2 separate regions of the Cricetulus griseus genome follow, and region 2 is linked to region 1. A link is a contact called in public Micro-C data. All regions are on one chromosome and are shown on one strand. Each heading gives the region's core, a stretch centred on a gene start, on an enhancer-like site or on the middle of the called end of the contact. The rest is flanking DNA. Distances are from core to core; before and after follow the strand shown. Region 1 holds the start of CUNH11orf53. Region 2 has its middle 52 kb from the start of Rdx.

Region 1 (4,983 bases), core at 1,171-3,670:
CTCTCCTAAGTGGTCCAAACTCCATTACCTTCCACTGTGGTCCCTAAGCCCACAAGAGGCATTTGTATCCTTGTCTTGGCCACACCCTCTTCTAGCCTCACCATCTCCCAAATTGCCTCCTCCCTCCTCAATTAAGTGAAAAGTAGATGGGCAAGTAATCTTCTAGAGACTAAAACACGATCTGTATTTTCTTGGAGCACCCACCCCCTCCACCCGCACGTGGTGTGCCCCATGCTCAGAGGAAGCAGAAGTACCACATACAATGCTTCTTTCACCAGTCTCCTCTTTTCACTCCCAGTTTCATCTCTGTGCATTGCTATACCAAAATACCTCACTCTGGACAGCTTATTAAAAATAGAAATTGATTCCATATTGTCCTGGAGACTGGATAATCCAAGTTCAAGCACCAGTTTCTGGTGTCTACTGAGGGACATGTGTCCCTTATTGTCTTGCTGCCTCATTGACAAGAGGAGTAAACATTGCTCTTAGATGCCAGAAGACTGAAGGACACAATGGGACCTCCTAGTTCCCTTGAGCTCAAGCCAACTAATGAGGGCACAGATTCCATCCTTGTGAAGGAGCTAACTGGACAGAATCATCCCCCCCCAGCTCCCTGGCCCCAATTCCACCACATTGGCTCTCAGGTTCTAACACAGTAAGTTTTAATGGACACATAGCTGAACCCTTCTAGTTTTCTTTTCTAGACATGGGGAGTGATGCAAGTTGGGGAAAGGGATGGGGCACCTGCCATTTTCTTATAATGGGGGGGGGGTGCTCAGGGGCCTCCAAGTCCAGGCAACTCCTGTTAAAATGGGAGACAGCTGCTGTGGATCATTTTCAGGGCCCCTGGTGTCCACGGTGAGATATTAGGATAGAAACCACCCAACAACGTTCTTCAGCAAGCTTCGGCAGAAAGATGCTAACACTTAAAAATAAACTAAAGAATCAAACATTTTCACCACCAAACTCAAAGTGCAAGTTTACTGATCAGAAATGAGTAAGTGCACATTTGTCTTTTACAGAATTTATTGTCTTTCTTTATTCTTTAGACAAGGACTCACTATGTAGCCCTGGATGGAACTCATTATGTAGACCAGGATGTTTTCAATCCCACAGAGATCTTCCTGCCTCTGCCACCAAGTGCTGGGATTAAAAAGTGTGCTTCCCCTCACCTCATTTCTACCTCAATAGCCCAATTCCCTTGTATGTCACTAAGGAAGGACTATTGCCCCAGCTGAAGAAAGCTCACAGCCATTTAGTGGCAAGAAACATTATTTCCAAGGCTTCAGAATCCTCCCAGGCCAATGGGGGTGGGAGCATAAGCAGAATTCCTGAGCCCATGGAGGACTGTTCCTCTTACTCCCTAGCCATTGTGCACACCACAGTGAGTCAGCAAGTCACTAAAGGAAGGACAACCTGAGGTCCCCAAAGAACAAATCTAAAAAGGGAAGACAGCTTGTTACGATAAATCTTTCCGCCAAAAGCCGTCGAGCCCCACCTCCACGTGTGTGCTTTACGCCAGCCACCTGCCCAAGTTAGGGCCCAAATTAATACACAGAAACTTGTATTAGGTTCAAATGCTGCTTGGCCAATGACTAGGATTTCTCATCTGTTAGCTCAGTCTTAATTATCATAAATCTATATATTTTATAAGACTTATCTTATAGAGGATGCCTTTCGATGGTGCCCTCTCTTGCCAGTGGCTCACATCCTGCTGCTGGAGGAGGCCAGGGGGAAAAGGACACTTCTGTTTCTCCTTGCTTAAATATGAGTCTCCTTGCTATGTCACTTCCTGGGTGGATCACCATTTCTCTACTACATTTCCCAGAATCCTCTTTGACTCCTAGTCCCGTCTAACTTGCTGCCTCATTGGCCAAACAAGCACTTTATTCAATAATCAATAAGATGAACATACACAGAAGCACTCCCCCCATCAACATTTACTCTCAGGAGAGTACAGGTCAGCCCCCGTGTGGGGTCAAAGTGGACCACTGAGGTGACATGAAGGTCATGTTCTGATGTGATGCACAATAGAAGACTCTTGAATTCAGCAGTCTGTAGTTCTCTTCTCACTTCTACAGCCTTAATACTCACTCTGAGAAGTGATGAATTTGTCGTCACTGCTATAAGACGCAGAGACACACAGAGACAAGCCAGGCCCTCCCTTTAGATGGCTGTAAGTGCAGATGCATTCCTGAGCAATATCTCACCACATACAAAACCTCCAAGTACAGTGCCGAGTCAGAGGAAGCCATTGGATCCTTTCAAACCAACTGATCTCAAAGATTGTGTATGTAACAAAGCAGGAGTCCCTTTTTTAACTTAAGAAAACAAAACAAAACAAAACAACAACAAAACAAACTGCCAGTTAGATGCACAATGGTTACAGGCAGAGGAAGGGCCAAGAGCAGGATGAACGATGGGAGCTGAGGAACTGGAGCCACCAGCCTTGAGTGTTATCATGCCGAGCTTCTGCCTCTGGGGATACAGTCAGTTGGAAGAAGTTCAACCCCAGAGAACAGGCTGCCATTCTCATGACAGATTGCTTGTCAAATGCAGGGACGTCCCTGACCCGAAAGCAAGAAGGTACAGCATGCCAGAGTTCCTTCTTGGAGAAAAGGCTGGATGTTCTCTTGTGAGGGTCACCAAGATAAGGCAGAGCCTCTCGGGTGCTGGAGTATGCTTGGTTCAATCTACTTTGCAACTTGGAGTGAGCTACAAAAAAAAAAAAAAGGCTAGTTGTATTATTGCAGCTCAACAGCCGTCTGGTCACCAATTTTCTCCCATCTTACAGTAGAGGAAAAGGTGGGAAACGGATTAAAGGACTTGGCTGAGGACCTTGCGAAAATGGCCGCCTTTTCTGCAGCCACTCATGAAGGACCATTCAGGCTGATTTTCTGAATTTGAAGGAAGAAAAGAGTCCACACCCTCATTCTCCAGTTACCCAAAAGCTCTTGGTGCTAACCCAGATCTCAGACAAGTCCTCCAGTGAGTTACGTATAGAGTTGATGCGCCACCACGTGGCTATATCTGGAAGTACATCCCGGGGTGAATCAGGCAGGGGAAACAGATCTTCCCCGGCAGGAAAAGGGAACAAAAACCAAAGCCTACCCACTGCCCAGGGATTTCTTTTTTCATTCCCTGTGGCTGATAGCTGCATATCACTAGATGCTGCCTATGAAAAATGCCAGCCTGTTGAAGGACTGTAATTTTGCCCAAGATGTTAGGCACAAAAGCAAGATAGGTAGAGAGAGAGATGATGGATAGAAAGAATTCAGGCTATCTAAACCCCACACCCTGATATTTATTCTCTGCTGTAATATTTCCCCAAATATCCCTTGAAGCTTAGAACCATCCTGAACATCTGTGGACCCTATTTAACACCTACAGGAAAGTCATCCCAGAGACTGGCGACACAGAGCAGGCAAGGGACAAACTGGAGCAGGGCTCCAAGACAAGCCAGATAAAGTTCATTCTCTCCAGGTACAGCTTTCCACAGAGCTTATGCAAAAACACAGAATGTTCTAGGGAAGGAAGGGCCCAGCTTCCTGTGCTTTCAAGCGCTGGCAGACACATTTTTAAGGAGCAGCCTGAGGGGGCCAGAGCTAGCATAAGTGAGGGCTGGAACTCTAAGCATCCCTTCAGGAAGGTTGGAAGGTGTGTCAATGGATCCCAAGGCCTCCCGAAGAATGGTGATCTGGGTCAGGCATGTGAGCAGGAAGCGTTGTATTAAAGAAGGAGAGCTGGCAGATGCAGTCTGAGGGAATTGAATACAGGGAAATAATCCAGTTTCTGGAACTCTAAGTAATATTCCTGGCTTGGTGTCAGGTACTGATGAAGCTGTTAACTGGTAAAGCCTATCTGGGACAGTTTAGGATGGATTTGTACTAGTGTCCAAGGCCCAAAAAACAAAAAGCTGCCTGAGAAGGCCCACTTGGCCTAGAAACCTAAAGGTACAGGAGCCAGCACTCCATAGTTTTCCATGAATGAATCTTCAGACGGTTCTATTTGTCCCTGAGCTTTGTTACATCTGTTCTGCGGATGTCCTAGGCCCCAGGAAGCCCAGTTTGTAGGCAAAGGCAGAGAAAGGCTTAATTCTTGCTCTTATCTGGGGTGATGTGACACTTTACTCTCTCTCCTTCTTGTTCATTTCCCCACTGCCCGGAAGACACCCAGAAGACACAAGACACACTGTTTCTTTTACTCAGCTTTGCATTTCTCTTTCAAGGTCACACTAGCCTTGAGTAGAGTGTGACTTCTTCACCTGCTCTTCCAAGTGAACTGGAAGCTTAGCTTCTCCCAGGGGCCTTATCTCTCATGCTAGGACTCTCTTAGTTCCATGACAGGTCTCTGCCACACAGCTACCAGACTCTCTCTCTCTCTCTCTCTCTCTCTCTCTCTCTCTCTCTCTCTCTCTGTCTGTCTCTCTCTCTCAGTAACAAACAGCTCAGACAGCTGAAGAGCTCCCTAAACTTACTCAGGCTATCATGGCCACTAGGTCTTCATTTACTTGTTATACACAGCTGACTGGGCCCCTAGAGATGAAGGAACAAATGAGCTCTACTGTGTCTATGCTGAAGGATCATCTACCTGTTTGTGCCGCTGGGAAAGGTTAAGGTGCCATAACAAAGAAGACCTGGGTTACAGTGCTTACAACAAAGCCCCTCTCAAGCTGTGGATCAGAGAGGCAGTCAGTTGCCTGGTTTTTATTTTTCTGAGCACAATCCTTCAGAGACCCCTTCTTTTCTTTCTTTTTCTTCCTTCATTGCCATTTAGAGAATTTTCTAGCATTAAATATTTGAGCGCCTTCTGCATTCCACATATGCTCATCCTTAGAATTCATGATCTGTGGGAAGCCCGAAAGTAAATGAGTACAGTTCAGAGAAGAAAGCCAGATACAGCTGAAAGACCTGTAGAGATTAAATGGGGGGGGGTGCTCTCAATCCAGGTTTAACAGAGAGCTCTTCAGGGAGGACTCAGTGC
Region 2 (4,287 bases), core at 172-2,671, 710 kb before region 1:
TTTGAGGCTTAAGAATCACATGGAGCAGTGGTTCTCAACCTTCCTAATGCTGCGACCCTTTAATACAGTTTCTCATGTTGTGGTGTCCCCCAACTATAAATTATTTTGTTAGTATTTCATAACTGTAACTTTACTACTGTTATAAATTGTAATGTAAATATGTGATACACAGGATATCTGATATGAGACTCCTGTGAAAGCATCGTTCAACCCCTCAAAACGGGTTGCAACCCATAGGTTGAGAACCACTGGCATGGAGGTTTGTGAGAAACACCTTCCAGAAGACACTGTGCAGTCATCTAAACTAATGCTTTTTTTCCCAGTGACTGTCTCCCATGCTGGTGGGATGTCATGTCACAAGTGTCATGACAGATGGCACTGGAGCTTCAGGGGAGTTAGCCCCCTGTGCAGGGTTTGTCTCTTCCCTTCCCAACGGTCTCCAGCTTGGCAGTGCTGCTGGTGCTCTCCAAGGCTCTGGCCTAAGCCCACTTTCTCTTCTTGCACTGCCTCCAAACCTGGATTCCATCAGGGCCCAAACTGCACATCCAACCTACTTCTCGTCATGACTTTCCTGTGTCACATGCTGCCTTCTCAATCTTCCTGTGTCTTACAGAGTTGCACATTTATCTCTTGTGCTTATAGAAATTTCCAGAATGGATTGCCCAAAGATGCTGCAGCCAGTAAGAAACTGTAGCCGTGTGCTCTGAGATAATCACCACTGGGTCACATCTTGATGACTATGACCCTTCACAACGACCTCAAGAAGCTGGCTTTCTAGTCCCTACAAACCTGTTTGATAGATATCTTCCAGTCAACGTCATTAGGGTCATCTGAGAGCACAGAATTACTGCTGTATGCACCACACTGAGGTAACAGCTTTTCAATTATAAGCAAGAATTAAAAAGTACATGGATATTAGCCAACGTTAGCCAGTAAGTTTTTAAAATACATCTGAAGTCAGTTATCCATATCAGATTCTAGAAACAAAAACTTTGACACAGGCAATGATTCAAAACTATGAACTCAGTAATCTGAATTACAATACAGCACAGCGTGAGACTTGGAATTAGAACCAGAATCTTCAATTCTAGTTCACCAGAAACCTTCCCACAAAAGATCACAGAAAGGGTCCTAAAAGTCCCCAAACAGGTCATTTTGAAAATAAGCAGAAGGAAAAGAGTATTGCTACATTCAGCAAGGCTGAGAACAGGCTACACCCAGGTATGCCTCTCCTCCACAGGGCCACAGCCTTGCTGCAGGCTAGCTACAGGACACAACTCTAGGCTTTCTTTAATCTCTGTACTTTTTTGTTACGTGTAACATTGCAACATGAATTATCAAAGCCACCAGTTGTCCTTGAATCAAACCAATGTATTCCAGCTTGCACATTCTTCTGGCAACATTCTTAAGCACTGCATCCTATAGTCAGTGCACGGTGACTCACATTTTCCATGTACTTTTTCCTGTCTACAGACTAACCACTGAAAATGGCACTCTTCCATCTTGCCTTTCTTTTTAACAATGTCTTCAGCAAAGCCTACTTTCCCTAAGTCAGGCACAGCGGCCTGTAACCCCAGCCCTTATGATTACAGCACTGAAGCAGGACTGGCAACAAGCTCAAGAGAGTGAGAACCTGTCTTAAACAAACATTACAAAACTTTGTTCCTTAAAAACAAGAAAAAAAAAATCCAAAACACACACAAAAACCAACCACGAGGCATGGTGGTAGCATATGTATATAGCATAAACTGTCTAGGAGATTAAGGCAGGCTAGTTAATGCAGAGAGGTTGGAAGTCAGCCTGGGAAACACATCAAGATCTTAAAATTAGTAAAAGCATAGTTGTTTTGTTTTTTTAAAAGGAAACCAAAAAGCCGTAAGTAATGGCAACAAAAAAATACACCAAACTTCATCAAAATCTACAGGATTAAAATTCTAACTCTTAGCCGGGCATTGGTGGCGCACACCTTTAATCGCAGCACTAGGTAGGCAGAGGCAGGTGGATCTCTGTGAGTTCGAGGCTAGCCTGGTCTCCAGAGCGAGTGCCAGGATAGGCTCCAAAGCTACACAGAGAAACCCTGTCTTGAAAAACCAAAAATAAATAAAAAATAAAAAAAATTTAACTCACTGAATGTAATGATTCATCCTAGCACTTGGGAGATAGAAGCAGGCAGACCTTTGGGAGTTTAAGGCCAGCCTGGTCTACATAAGTGAGTACCAGGACAGTCAAGGCTATGTAGACCATATCTCAGAAAAACCAAAAATTGAATCTTGAGATAAAGGATAGCTTCAGCATTGAATATAAAGAACTCTCTTTTAAAAACTGAATTCAACCAAAAATAAATCAAAATGGGCAAATTCAAATGAATATGCCTCAAAGAAGATACACAAATGGCCATAGGCACATGATGGTCAACATGTTTTCTCATTTATAAAGTTCAAGGAAATGTAAATCAGAACCACAATGAGTTATTACTACATTGTCCAGACAAGTAAAAGGAGCTATCCAGAAAACAACACTTGTTAGCAAAGATGGAAAAACAAGGAAGCCATTTGCATCCCAGTGGGAATACAATGGTGCAGCTGCCATGGAAGATAATATAACAGTTTCTCAAAAAACTCGCCAAAGGATTACCACCTGATCCAGCAAATCCATTTAAGGGGTCTGACATATTTTCTTACCAAAGTTCACAGCACCATTAGTAAAAATGTGGGAATGGTATGATAGTAAAAAACGAGGAAACAACCCAAATTCCAACTGACGATAAATGGATAAAATATGATATAAACAGTGGAGCATTTATTCAACCTCAAGAAATAAAATGTGTTAAAATAGGATTTTACATTCAGCGAGATGTATTAGTGAATTATGCCAGAGAGAAATGGTCAGATACTCTATGGTTTACTCTGATGAGGTGCCTAGAAACCCCACAGCTCAGAGACAGAAAGTACCAACAGCAGCCACCATGGACCAGGAAGAGAGCTATCCTTTAATGGGTATAGCTTCAGTGTAACTGAAGATGCTCTGAAGACAGATGCTGATGATGGCTGCACAACAATGACAATGCGGTGCTACCATGTTGTACCCTTGAAGTGATTATTGTAACAAGCTCGTCTTACACAAAGTTTATCACAAAACAAACCCATGAATATTCAACAGAAAATTCTTAACTCCATCAAACTCCCACTTAATTCACATACTGCTGATTATGCTATTTGACTAGGTATAAAGTGAATCTTAATGCAGTTACAGACCTAAAATCAGGAGCTTCATCTTTTAGGGTATCTTTATTAACCAACATTTAAAGCTCAACCCATGAAATGGGACACTGTAAAGTATAGAACAAGCTTCCCTGGGAACCACATCCAATACCTATTCTCCTGGCCTCATTTTCCTGCTACTGAACTTTCCTATATCTTGTTCTCATCATTGTACAACTATCTTTTAGACAATGCATTTAGAACTTAAATAACCATAGAAATGGAGTGATGGTATAAAAGATGCAGATTTACACTTGTAAACTTAAACTTTAAACTTCATAGGTTTTTAGTATAAATAAACAGAATGGAAGGAAGGAGACACTGTTTTATGATTCTAAGAAATGCATGTTTGTTTGTAGGTCTAAGATAATACACAAACTGAGAAAATGAAAAGGTTATACATATTATCAGTCTGAGAGCAATGTCCCAATCCACATCTAATCAGAAAAGCTGTCAAGTCACCTGAATGTCCCCAACTCCTAAGAGCATGAGGTTAGATGCAAGATACAAAGCTAAAGCCAGTACCACATGATGACAAGTATAAAACCCCAAATTTTAAAGTGATTAAATAAAAATGAACAATTAGGACAGGGAAATAAACTTCAGGTCAGCTGTAAACATGGAGGAATCTAGGCATACGAAAATAGCACGAAGCCAACAATATGGCACTGACATTTCAGAGTAACCTGATACTGTAACTGAGAAATGCAAATTGATGTAAGAACTAGGCTAAATTAATATTTGAAGTCTCATATACAAAGGGCCATGGTCATTCTTATCTTGCTTCAAGCTCTCAAATATAGCAGGCAATTAGCAACAAACAGCTTTGATTTGATGAAGGTTACTAAACAAGAGTGTAGAGCCACCAAATGCTCAGGAGCTCCACAGATAGACTTGAAAGCGACCTAAAGGGGCTTTAACTTCTAAACGAGATAAAGTTAACACGTCAGTGGCTTTGGGTGGTGTGTACATAAGCATAAAGGAAGCACTCAACCCTTGGGCGATGTGTGTAAGAAGGACAATGCCA

The links. Hi-C and Micro-C count contacts between places; a contact is called where the count stands out from the background.
Region 2: a Micro-C map of the CHO-K1 cell line shows a contact between it and region 1, with 4 times the contacts expected there. The contact joins the enhancer-like site here to the promoter of CUNH11orf53 in region 1. A contact is called at or near these places in 2 of 8 Hi-C or Micro-C datasets (both in the CHO-K1 cell line).

The regions. Positions count from the first base shown.
Region 1 is chr4:163,081,189-163,086,171 of CriGri-PICRH-1.0, reverse strand. It overlaps CUNH11orf53, which reads left to right and starts at 2,420. Exons shown (of 7, transcript XM_027412318.2): 1 at 2,420-2,586; 2 at 3,391-3,483. The coding sequence starts at 2,420.
Region 2 is chr4:163,791,400-163,795,686 of CriGri-PICRH-1.0, reverse strand. No RefSeq gene overlaps it. Among named protein-coding and RNA genes, the nearest start is that of Rdx, 52 kb to the right of the region's middle. Within about 2 kb of position 1,421, at least 1 of the 6 cell types and tissues checked has open chromatin away from gene starts, as enhancers often do. A contact at or near this core is called in the CHO-K1 cell line, where this site is marked.